2 separate regions of the Mus musculus genome follow, and region 2 is linked to region 1. The links are chromatin contacts, called in public Hi-C maps. All regions are on one chromosome and are shown on one strand. The core of a region is the stretch at or near the end of the contact, and the rest is flanking DNA. Distances in the headings are between cores, read along the strand shown.

Region 1 (6,779 bases), core at 869-3,368:
GCGTGAGGTGGTTTCTTCGGGAAGCAAATATGAGGGGAAGAGGATTTGTGTAATTCTGGAGAGCCCTCCCCCTCTTCTTCCCACGCACGCTCCCTGGAACCCTAACAGGCTTCTCTTGCTGACTAATGTAATAATGAAAAATAATGAATCAATATTAGTTAGTAATAATTAATAACCTTATTGTCGGGGTCTTGACTGAGCTGGGACCTTCTCAGGAAGTCTTTCCTGGTTCTTCAGAACCAAAAGCGGTCCCCTCCTGGATGCTCGGGTAGTACCCTCTACATCTTGAGTTCTAATGTGTGATGTCACTTGTCCAGTCTGAACAGCGAGTTGGAAGCTTCTGGTTGGTCCACTTCATTGCTGCATGCCCAGAAGACAGGTGACGGCTATAAATTCTGGCTCAGCAAATCAGTTCATGAATGACACGAGTCTGTGGTGGATGGTCTGGGGGAAGGACTAAGAACCTGTGGTAGGAACCTGGAAGAGAAGCAAGAGCTTGGAGTGGTCCTTCCTCTTAGGAATACAAAGTTAACAGGAGCTGGGGGCCTAAATCCTGTTTCAGAGAGGCTGGTCCTGAGGCTCAGGGAGGGGAGGTGACTCTTCTGTGACTGCATAGCTCAGGAGTGAACTGAGCTCCTTGGCTCTGGTCCTTGTGCCCCTCTGCTCACAGCAACATTTCTCTTCTCTAGATCAAGTCTTCACCATTGTATCAGGAAGGCACTGGGATGAATCTAGAGGCAGATGACAAAGCACTAAGATTCCAGGGCAAATTAAGACCCAGGAACTTAGTCTCTGTTCTTCAGAAAATGGCTTTAGGAACCACGGGCCAGGTGCAGAGGAAGCACTGTGCTCTTGATGAGGGACTTCTGATGTCTGAATTTTATCAAGAAAAACAGGATGGGAAATTCCTTTCCCAACATATCCGCAATTCTGCAAGAGTCATAGTCTGGACAGCTGAATCCTATTGGAAGGTTGTGGTGTGAGTGGCCCGGCCTGGCCTCAGTGTGTCCATAGCCAGGACTCCAGAGATGGTGCAAGTCTCCTCCTCTTGGTGGCCTGTGGGTCTGAGGGAAATTCCAATGCTCCGAAGCCTGTGAACATCTTTTGCAGCATGTAGATAGGACGAGAGCTGGGCTACAAACAGCATCCTGTTTATGGGATTACCCCCAATGTCTAGCATAAATCCATCTCAAGATGAGGACTATCTCATATGTTTGGATCCTGCAAGGCTTTGATGGTCAAAAGTGGGTTACTTTGGGCGAAGTTACTGAACCAAGGCTGCTCAGGGGACAAAGTTTGGTCTGATCTCAAGTCTGCTGTGCATAGACTGGGATGCTGGTTAACATCATAAATCTCTAGGGTCTGGGAAGTCCAAGTGAGAAGTGCTGACAGATAAAGTGTCTGCTGGGACCCTCCTTCTTACTCTTAGGTGACACATTCTTATTGTGTCTTCACATGGTAGAAGGGACAAACAGTTCTTTGTGGTCTCATAACTAATAGCACCAAGGACTCTACGAATAACATAACCATCTCCCACAGGCTATGCCTCCTCATATCATACAGTAGTGATTATATTTCTGTACATGAATGCTTGGGACACACAAATATTCAGTCACAGCTCCTCGACACTGCTGTGTCAGGGGAAGAAGCAGAGGTTGTGGAGTCTTCCTCACAGCTCTACTCTTTTCTGCATCTCCCCGGCAGCCTGCAGTGCTCTGCAGCTAGCCTGTTCTTCATCTATGATGTCCTCAGACCTGCTATATCCACCAAACTCATATCTGGCCTGGGAGAGAGAGAGAGAGAGAGAGAGAGAGAGAGAGAGAGAGAGAGAGAGAGACCCATAGGGTTTGAAGCGTGGGCAGACTTGAGCAAGTCACTGTTCCTGCCTGGCTAAGTGTTTCACCTGTGAAATAGGGCAGGCTACATGTTGTCTGAGGGCTCCTATCCTAGATTCCGTGGGAGCAGAGCTGGGCCCCCATCAGAATTGTGCTGGCCTGGAATCCTGGCAGCCGCCGTAGCTGGCCGCCCACGCACAAGCAGGCAGGCAGGAGGCAGGGTGCTGCAGCCTCATTGCCAAGAGCACAGAGAACTTTCCACTGGGTCCAGATTTTTTCATCACCATGGCAACTGCTGGGGGGTGGAAGCAGAACTCTTCAGAATACTGGAGAGAGATTATATGGGAGAAGGGAGAACAAGAAATTGAGCACAGAGCCAAGCTTCAAGTCAAAACCAGCCACCGGTGGGCCCCACCTTACACACACACACACACACACACACACACACACACACACACACACACACACTCTTCCTTCCCTTTCCTCCAAGCCTTCTCTCTCTTTTGATGTTTTCCTATTTGTGTCCATCCTTCTCAGTCCCTTCCTGAGCTCTGGCTCTCAGAAGCTGGGTGATACCATTATTCTTAACACAGTCTGTACCAGGCGCTATTTCTGGGGCTTTATACATAAGGATTTATTCTACCACCACCACCCCTTCTCCGAGTCCTGGGCAGCAGGTCCCACGATTTCACAGATGAAGAAGACATGGAGGCCTGTGGAGGTTCAGGGACTTGCTCAGCCTCTACTGGGTATAGTCCCATTCCAGAGGGGACATCATCAGCCCCTGTGGTGTTAAATGGTCTCAAGTTGAGAAACTGAGGCTGCTAATAAAATGGGTAGTGACCTTAGGGACAGACAGGGAACATAGGAGGATGTGATGGGGTCTTTCCAGTTCCATCCCCTCTGTCTGAAGTCTTCATTGATCTCCCAGCTTCAGTGCGAGCAGAGAGCCAGTGGCTGGCCTCATTGCCTGCCTCCACTTTTAGGCTAGCTCCCAGACCTGCTTGCCCATCATTCAGGCTCAGGGAAAGATCCATTGGAGATTACTGGCATTTGGATATGCGTGTTCCATTCTCAGCATCCTCCCCACTTCCCTGGGAATTCCCTGCATGGAGAGAGCATGACTTAGGACACCTGGCTCAGTGCCTCATCAGAATTCCAGGGGGGCGTTCACTCAAGTCCTCCAAGGTACCAGAGAGGAGGTGACAGGAAGCCATAGAGAAGGCTATTGCAGACGCAGCAAAGATGATGACACAGGCCTGCCAGCTACTTGGTGGGACCTGAGGGTGAGGATGCATTCAGGCCTATGATGAGACCTCACAGGGCTGAGGTGAAAGGCCCCTGAACATTCGCAGAGCAGTTCCCACACAGGTCCACAGCCTTCTTCCACTGGCCAGTGGGTTGTCATCCCACCCATGTCATCGAGAGCTGATGGGACAGGTGTGAGGCAGCAGCTCACCTTTAACTCCTTCTGCCATTTTGGCCGGTGGAGAATCTGGTGGCAAAAGCAAACCCCAAGAGCCTTGTCCTGGGCTAAATCCTCTCCTGAGGAATCAGATACCCCCTCCCCTCGATTACTTATTTCCCTCTTGAGGAAAACATAAAATAAAAGCAACTCATAGCAGCAGAGAAATCATGGCACCTCATGTGGCAGCTGGTTCTATTCCATCCACGGTGCGGAGCCAGAGAGAGATGGTTGCTGCTGCTCAGACTGCTCTCCTTGGTTCAGTCCAGGATCTCTGCCTGAATGTGGAAGGGTGCTGTCCACATTTAGGGTGAGTCTTCATACCTTCATTAAGCTAATCCAGAAAACCCTTTGCTAGCATGCCCAGAGGTTTGTCACCCGGGTGATTCTAGATCTAGATCCTGGCACATTAGTAATCAGTGTTGACCATCACGACCCCCAAATGAATGGATCTGCAGCCCCTGTAACCCTGAACCTCCCCCACCCGAAGGGTCCACTGGGGTTTCAGTCAAATATATATCCCTGGTTCCTGATGTCTCATGATCAGAGGGACTTGTGGCTGTGTCCCCACATGCCTAGGCATGTGGGTCAGACAAACCAGCTCTTCTGGTACAAGGAGGCGAGAAGACAGGATTGGAAGGCAAGACAGGGAGGCAGGGTGGTCCGTGGAGGAAGAAAAGACTCTCTGATTACAGAAAAGTGGGCACTGAAGAACATCCAGCCAACTCCCTTTTTCTCCAGCCTCCGGTGGTACCAAATTCATTTTATAGGGTCTTCCTTGACCTCAATAAAAACAAACTTCCATGTACCTCTTCCACAACTGGCTTTCTCTCGGGGACCAATGAGTGGGCAGCCTAACCACAAGATGCCCCCAGTCAGGCCTGTCACCAATGCATACATGCTTCAGCCTCAGAGCCTTCACTGGGCCAACCATTTCTGCCCTTTTGCTCTAGCAGGTAAGAAGGGCCAAATTTGACCCACTGCCTATTTTTGTTCATAAAGGTTTCCTGGAATATGGACACACCCATTTGTTTATCTTTGTGTGTAGCTGGTTTGCACTACCAGGGCCAAGTAGAATGATAGACACAGCCTGTGTAGCCCAGAAAGTTTAAACTGTTTATCAATGGGCCTTTATTTAATAAGGTTTCTGACCTTTCATAATTCTAAAGCATTCCCATATGACACGAGATGCCCAGGAGTGACAGCTCAGGAGGGACACCTCCTTCTCCTCCTGGAACCCTGTTATAACTGGGAACAACCCCACATGCAGCCTGGGGTGCTGCAAGGTTGCAGTTAGCTATGAGCAAATACTGGTTCCCAGAGAACAAAAAGAACCACCACAAAACCCAAGCAGACCATTTGCACATGGCCTGTTACTAAATCTGTTGCCAAGTCAAGCTCTCCAGTACTTGAATTTTGAAGGACTTGCGTTTATCGTGCCTCAGTTTAACTTTGTCTGAATGTCTTCCCTGACACACTATTTGAACTAAGCTCGCCATTCAGCTTCCTTCGTGGGTTGCTTTCTACATCTCTTAAAGAGCTACGTGTCACGTCACTAGAGACCTTCATGCCAGGCTGTAATTGACCAACCTGTGCTTGCTCCTTAGTCACATCAACCACCCCTCAGTGGCTGCTCTACGTGGACAGTGTTCCCTACGATTCCATTTTAACAGCTTCTTTGCCCAGGAAGGGTGTGGTCTGAAGTCCAGATGGGTCAGGTAGGTGAAGCTGCATTCCAAGTCACCAGGAAGAGGGAGGCTGGAGGCACAGAGCAGCTGGTGCCTGCTCAGTAGTCACCCAGCCTGGGCGGGAGGGCACTGCATCTTCATTCCGTGTCAGGAAGGAGCAGGAAGCAGCAGCTGGCAAGTTCACAATTGGAGTCTGCCCACACAAAGCCACAAATCCCTCTTAGTGAATGCCGATGAGCTGGTGCCACGGAGAAAGCAGCAATTCCCACCTCTGACAGGAGTCACTCATGCTAGATGAGAGGACTGGGCCCATAGCTTCAGTGAAGGAGTGTCACTATGATGCTTGTTGTCATGGCTGGATACAGATAGGACCACTCGTTTCCTCTTCTAAACACCCAGTGCCCACCATGGCCATCCTGGCTAAGATTCCTCTTGAGATCTATGCCAGGGAAATGCTAAGGGCTTTCTTCTGACATTCGCCTTTCTGTTTCTGGTCCATCCATCTCCACCTTGTCTCTGCCTAGCATCTCCCCAGATGGTGCTATTTGTGGGGTAGAGTAGCATTCAGGGATGGTTTTCACAGCCACTCAATTCCTAGCTCTGTGCCTTATCAGAATACGCCTTGTATAATCTATGACTTAGTCTCTTTGTCTGAAAGATGCTAATAATTAATAGAAATAGTGTGTAAACCAATTGACAGGAAGGTGTGTAAGGGGGCAAAGACTGCTCCACAGACAGTGGAGTTTTCCATGACTTCCTTGCTCTCTCTGGACACAAATCTGACGCTGCCAACCATCATTTATATCCATCAGTCTTCTAACAACTGAAACTCAGGCTGGTCTGGTCACCATACTAAAGGGAGAGCCTTTCTGGCTAGCACATCTCAGTCACCTCTTTGCCAGAGATAGAGAATAGAGATGGCTAGACTTCTGTAAGCTGAATAAGTCCTGGGTTCCATGAGAGTCAATCTTTGCATGAAGTTGTGCTCAGTGACAGAATCCAACACCAAAACTGATGCTAAGAAGACATCTTGGACTTTATTTTTGACTCATCCCAACGCGTAGCCCGTAGCAGATTTCCGTGGCGTCCTTCTGCCTCTCCCTGAAGCTGTGGCTCTTCCCCTCCAGCTACACCCCTACAGCTCTTCTGCTCTCTCCTTTATCACTTTGCACTCTGCACACTGCAGGGGTGAGGCCGGGAGCAGGAGCACCCACAGATTGAATCCATATGCTGTCTTTGCATTCATATGCATCTGAGAATCCTTCTCTGTAAACTCCAAGAGGAAAGGACTGTGGGTTTGGGAGTTTACTTTATTTTATGTAATAAGCCAACACTTGAAAAATAGCACACAGAGCTCCCTTATAGCCTTGGCCCAGATTCACCAATTGCATGTGTTCACATTCTCTCTCTCTCTCTCTCTCTCTCTCTCTCTCTCTGTCTCTGTCTCTCTCTCTCTCTCCCCATACATATTTTATATATAATGCATATAATTTTCTTCTCTGAAATCATTTGCAAGTAAGTTGAAGATATCTTTCCCTTTAATCCATAAATAATTCTGTGAGAATTTCCTACAAAAAAGAACATTCTCTTATATAACCACAGTGCAGTTATCAAAATCAGGAAATTAAACATTTCAGCAATTACTGTTATCTCTTCCACAGCCCATATTAAAATGTCAGCAATTGTCCTAGTGAAGTACATTAAAACGTTAGCCATCCGAGGTCCAATCTACAGTCTTGAATGCATCTAATTGTCATATTTCTTTAGGAAACAGTTCATTTTGTGGGCTTT
Region 2 (6,453 bases), core at 1,853-4,352, 300 kb before region 1:
CTATAACTATAGTCCCATTGGATCCAATGCACTCTTCTGGTGTGTAGACACGTATGCATACATACTTATTTACATACATACATACATACATACATAACACATGCATACATTCATATATACATATGTACATATATGTGTACATCTTTTCAAAAAAAGAATTTTAATCAGGGGCTAAGTGTGGTAGTATATAATCCCAGCAGACAGGAGGCAGAAACAGGCACATCACTTAAGTTCAAGGTTTGCCTGGTCTACAAAGTGAGACCCCATCTCAAATTAAAAAAAAAAAAAAAAACAAACAAAAACCAGCAATAGAAGAACCTTAATTACAATTACAAAGTCCCCTTTGCCATCTATGATAAGAGATATGGATTTGAAGGCTAGGACATGGCATCTGGAGCCATCATTCAGTTCCACCTGTAGATTTTCTTATCCCCTTCATTTTATTGCTGAGGGTCCTAGAGTTTATAAAGGTGTCTCAGTTGGGTTTTATTGCTGTGAAGAGACACTGTGACCAAGGCAAGTCTTAAAAAGGCAAACATTTAGTTGTGACTGGCTTACAGTTTCAGAGGTTCAGTCCTTTATCATCATGGTGGGAAGTACTTGATGCTAGAGGAGCCAAGATACATCTTGATCCAAAGGCAGCCAGAAGGACACTCTGTTCTGCAAACAGCCAGGAGGAAGGTCTCTTCCACAGAAACATATACAGTGAGATGCGGGTATTTGCAGTAAATATTCTCAGAAATCCTGTAATTAATCATTGAGCCCTGAAGTTATCAAACACTATCTTTCTTTCAAGGGAAACTACCCATTAGCTGAGTGGCAGCAGTTGCATATAACACTACTTAGCAACCCCCTGCATTATTTACCATAGATTTTGTCACCTCGGCTCTCAGTTTTTAAAGTGAAAATATAAAAATTCAAAATTAAAATAGAGTTCAATAGAAATAAAATGAAGTAAAGGAAAAGACTGTAAAGATTTTGCTGAAATATTTGAAATTTTTCATTGCTAAAATAGAATTCTAAAAAGCTACATTATTCTTCAACTCTTTAAATGCAAGGATTGTTATAGGTTGTTTAAGCAAGGGATTATTTAAAGTTGCTGAATAATAAATAACCTATAGAGTAACCCGTATCTTTTCAGTAAGGCCCCACGTTGCTCTTTCTTTCCATCTTTCTAGCTTCATACGTTTCTTGTGATGGAACTTCTGAATGGCGGAGAGCTGTTCGAGCGCATCAAGAGAAAGAAGCACTTCAGCGAGACTGAGGCCAGCTACATCATGCGGAAGCTTGTGTCAGCTGTGAGCCACATGCACGATGTAGGAGTGGTGCACAGAGATCTGAAGCCTGAGGTGGGCCTCTGTGACCTTGGACAGCTCAGCCTGCTCTCCTTGTTCGCTAGCCTTAGAGTAGCTGTCAGCCTTTAGGACGCTTGCTATTTCTCTTGGGCCACTAAGTAAATCCTGGAAGATGTTTCCTAGGATTTTTTTCTTTCTCTTCTCTTTTCTGTGTCAGTCTAAAATAAATTTGTTCTTTTTTTCCCCTCTTGCCAGCTGATCATCTTGAGGTTATATTTGTAAGTGTGAGAGCCTTTTATGGGAAAAATGCTTCATGCAACAGTTGTATACTAAAAATAGCGATGGAAAATTTTGTAGCAAAAAATAATAAGCACTGCTATATGTATTCCATCTTGGGGAGTTTGTTCGTTTGATAGTGTATTTTGAAACCTTAATTTTCACATTTTTAAATCAAATTGATAGCTCCTAAACAGTAATGTATGGGATTCTGTTCTACATAGTTACACACGAGGCCCTGCCTTGGTTTAATAAGCTGTCCTATCTATATGTGCTTCAGTATGCTCACGACTGTGGTATTTATAGACCTGGAGAGCAGTGCAGAGCAACAACTTTTTATATTTCCTTAAGAAGGCTAATTAAGAAGGTTTTAACTCAGAATGATCCATTTTTAGTATCAAAAATATGAAAATTCCTCTCTTTTTAAAAATAAGTAATAATGAGCTTGGAAAACAAAAGCCAATGACTTTTTTTTTAAAAATTATCCTTTACCAAATGAGAAATTATATATATTTCTGCTCTAAAATAGGATATTATTTTTAGTTTCTATGTGATCATAATATATTTTCAAGTCTATTTAAAATATTAATGGGCTTGATGTTCCTTTTTTATTAAATCAAAAAAGAATATTTCTGTAAAAGCAATTTTTTTAATCTTGTGCTTAAATTATTTAAAAATGTTTTAAAAAGATGGGCAGTAGAGGTACATACTTTTATCCCAGCCCTTGGGAGGCAGAGGAAGTGAGATCTCTAAGTTCAAGGCCAGCCTGGTCGACAGAGTGAGTTCAGGACAGCCAGGACCACACTGAGAAAACCTTTCTCAAACAAAATTGATATTTTAAAAGTGGAAACATAGGGCTGGTGAATTGGCTCAGAAGGTAAGAGCACTAACTGCTCTTCTGAAGATTCCTGAGTTCAAATCCCAGCAACCACATGGTGACTCACAACCACATGTAATGAGACCTGATGCCCTCTTCTGGTGTGTCTGAGGACAGCTACAGTATATGTATTCAAATACAGTTCTCTGTATCTGTGGAGGATTGGTACCGAAGCTCCCTATGGATATCAAACCTCTTACATGAAATTGAATATTATTTTATTTTCATATAACCTACGTGATCCTTTCGTATACTTTAAATCCTCTCTCTAAGTTATTTATGATATCTATTTTGATGTAAATGATAAATATGTATATTTTAGGGAATAATCACAAAAAATCTTTTCATATTCTGTACAGTTTTGAAGGGGTTTTTGTTGCTTTTTTTTGTGGGTAGATTGTTTTGTTTTGTTTTGTTTTTTTGTCTGTTTGTTTGAAGTTTTTAGTGGGTAGTAGTTTGAACCCACAGTTGTGATCCTCAGGGGTACAGAAGACAATTGATTTATTCCTTTAAAGGTTTTAAATTTTTGAGTACTTTATTACTGTTCTTCCCATTGCTAGTAATTAATCAGAAGTGGCTTGTGTCGTAGGAACTCACAGCTCTGCTAGCTCCCCTCGGCTTCCTTCATCCCAATTCTCACTCTCCTACGTAACACCCACTGAAAACATGGTGCTCTGGGCTCCGAGATGAGCTGTCTAGTTTAAATGTGAGAGCACACTACTTAAACGTTTGCTTGATAGACAAGGAACAGGCATGTAGTTTTTTAATGGAAAAGATCTGTTCCATGACTGTATAGAACTCATTTTCACATGTTTTATTCTTTGATAACTGGCCATCTGTCATCTCATGGTGTCTCGAATGAGGCACATGTCCTCGGCAGCAGAATTTAAATTTGTCTTCTTCCTTTCCTGATCAAATAGATGCTTTTGTAGCTTGAAGTGAAGCAGAAATGTCAGATTACACTATATGTTCTACCATCATTTTATTCTTAAACTGGGTTTTAGGAAAGTAAAAACGTACCTTTGAACTAGCACTTTCCTAACTATAGCTCTCACTTTGACTTTTAAATGGCAGAGTATATTATTTCCAAACTAAAAGTTGAATCCCTTTCCTAGGCAGCATTTTAGTTGTGACTGTTTAGATAGTTAGATGGCGTTCTTTTTCTACATAGACAGAACTCTAAGCTCTAGGTGAGAACCAGACAGATTTAGAAGCTGACTGGCATTCTTAGAGGGCTGCTTGGTAGTCTTCATATTGATCCTCTTAAAGGATTAAGAAAGTTCTGTATATGATAGTATTTTCAGGCAGAAACCGAGATGAGGATAGAAGTGGCTCAACTGTTACTTTTGTCCCTTCCTGGCCATGCACACACCCATGTGGAACTGTCCTGATACTTCCCTTGCTACCCTGGGGCAGGAGGAAGTAAGCAGTAAGCTCTGGTTTTACGTGTTCTATGAGAGGAGGGTTAGAGTCGCCAGTGTAAAGGGAATGCCCTCACTTCCTCCAAGATGACCAAAGAATTCCTTCATTAGTCTTAGTGGAACAAACCCGTTCTTGCCAGAGCCTTGACAGGCCCTGTGGAGATGGAGCCAAACGTGCTTCTGGTAAGATGTGTAGCACACCGCCTGGCACTGCACAGAGAACCTCTAGTATAATTGCTGAAGGACCGATATGTCCCAAGAAAACACCCATGATTGGTGACCTCAGTCGTCAAAAATCAAGGTCTGAGCATTGTATGATAGAAAACTATTTCAATTTTTCCTTTCTTTGTTTTTTCCACCCCCTTCTTTTTTTACATTAAGTTTTTCTGTTTTATAATTTCATAACTGAGTACTGTCTTTACATCATTTGCACTTACCTTCTCCCCACTCCACCTACCCTGCCCCCTCACTCCTGCTGGCTGCTTGAGATTAGGTAATCTGTCAGGGTTTATCCTTGGAGAAAACCGAGTTTCCCTTTCTGGGCAGCTATTAATTGCCTGTAGCTGTTCATCTAAGGCTGGTAGGGCTTTGTAAGAGTTCTCTCATCTATATTGGAATAGCAACTGATGCTGTCATTTGCTGCTCTTACGTAGGCCACTAAATTGTTACAATTGCATGGGTACAGCTCCCTGTCACACACAGAAAACATTCTCACAGCAAATGTTCTGTCCTCTGACTCTTAACCATCCCCCAACTCCTTTTGTGGGATGTTTCCTGAGCCTGAAATGTAGGAGTCGTGCTGTAGAACTCTCCATTGAAGATGAGCACCCCATGGTGTGATGCTCTCTCTATTCTAACCAGTTGTAGATTTTGGTGATGGTCTCTTGACTGCTGTAAAATGAAACTTCTTACCTGAGCATGGTGGCATACACGTTGAATTCCACCATTCAGGAGGCAAAAACTCTGAGTTTGAGACCAGCCTGGTCTACATAAGTTTCAAGTCAGCCTTAGTGAGACACTGTCTCAACAGAAATTGTGTGTGTGTGTGTGTGTGTGTGTGTGTGTGTGTGTGTGAGTGAGAGAGGGGGGGGGGAGGTGAGAGGGAAGAAGGGAGAGAGAGAGAGACTTCTTTAATGAGACGTGAGAGCTACACTTACCTAAGGATATAGGAATGACAATACAATTAAGAATACATAGGTTTAGGAATGTGTCATTAGCAGATTGTCCTCTAGGGCCCTTGACCAGTCATAGCAGTTAACTTTGGGTATATGTAGCAATGCTGGTCATTGCTGTGGCTCACAGACATTACACATGGGTAGGACTGCTGATTGCTTTTCTCCCTTGGCAGTTTGAATGGCAGCTTTGAATACCATGGGAACATTTCCTTAGGAGGAGATTTCCAGATCAGCTTCAGTCCAATTCCCCCAACTCTTGTGTCTGAAGTGTAGTATCTTCTTCAGCAGTAGTCTTTGGCACTAAGGTCAATGGCAGTAGCCTATGTTTTGGGAGTCTATTGAACTCCGATGACCAACAATGGTAAGGAAGGTTTCCCATGCTTGGCACTGAGTTTCTCTGAGTCTATGGCTCTTAGGGGAGATCATTATTACCAAAAGTAGTATAATTTCATTTAAATTTTATGCACACACCCTCACACACACACACACACACACACACACTTGTATATAGTTTGATTGTTGTTTTTTAAAAGAGTCTTTGTGTGTAGCCCTGGCTGTCCTGAAACTCACTCTGTGTACCAGGCTGGCTTCAAGCTCAGCAGTTCATCTGCTTCTGCCTCCCTAGTACATGTAATCCACTAATCTGGAAAATCTCAGGGGTGTGTGTGTGTGTATGCACTGATTGGTGTTTTGCCTACATATTTATCTATGTGTGTCAAATCTCCTGGAACTGGAGTTATAGACAGTTGTAAACTGTCATATAGGTGCTGGGAATTGAACCTGGGTCCCTGGAAGAGCAGCTAAGGCTGAGCCATCTCTCCAGCCTCTGTATATGTATTTTTAATAAACATAAAATAATGTTTTCCTATAGATTTCCTAAAAGTCATTGTTCCCTTTCTCTCCCTCACCCTCTGTACTACCCTTTTTAACCCTCCTCAGATTAATAACTCTTCTACCTGCTTTTCTTATTTCTTCCTGCCTTCATAACACCTGTGTCCGACTGTCCTCCTCTCTGGAGCTGCTCCCCACCCCGCTCAATGGTCCCATCTTACTTCCTACTTTTTGCAGGTACTCACATCTGAAAATCTGGAGTTAGAGACCTCAGATGAGAGAGATTATGTGATTTGTCTTTCTGGATATATAAGTACCTCAATATGTTTTCCATTTACCTGACATTTTTATGATTTTATTTTTCTTTACAGTTAAATAGAAGTAAGTGTGTGTGTGTGTGTGTGTGTGTGTGTGTGTGTGTGTGTGTGTGTGTGTGTGTGTGTAAATAGAGATAGAGATATATACACCACATTTTCATTATCCACTCATCAGCTGAAGGACATTAAGGCTTTTTCCATTTCCTGTCTGTTGTGAGTAGGCTGGCAATGGTCACAGCTGAGCAAGTATCTGTGGAGTGG

Evidence for each region. A called contact is a pair of places that touch in the nucleus more often than the background predicts.
Region 2: a contact with region 1 is called in a Hi-C map of cortical neurons, with 2.3 times the contacts expected there. The contact joins two enhancer-like sites. A contact is called at or near these places in 3 of 484 Hi-C or Micro-C datasets (cerebral cortex and cortical neurons).

Annotation. Positions count from the first base shown.
Region 1 is chr12:100,261,385-100,268,163 of GRCm38.p6, reverse strand. No RefSeq gene overlaps it. Among named protein-coding and RNA genes, the nearest start is that of Gm10432, 12 kb to the left of the region's middle. Within about 2 kb of position 2,118, at least 58 of the 459 cell types and tissues checked have an H3K27ac peak or open chromatin away from gene starts, as enhancers often do. A contact at or near this core is called in cortical neurons, where this site is marked.
Region 2 is chr12:100,565,725-100,572,177 of GRCm38.p6, reverse strand. It overlaps Rps6ka5 (ribosomal protein S6 kinase, polypeptide 5), which reads left to right. Exons shown (of 17, transcript NM_001330702.1): 13 at 1,179-1,349. Among named protein-coding and RNA genes, the nearest start is that of Ttc7b, 48 kb to the right of the region's middle. Within about 2 kb of position 3,102, at least 22 of the 459 cell types and tissues checked have an H3K27ac peak or open chromatin away from gene starts, as enhancers often do. A contact at or near this core is called in cortical neurons, where this site is marked.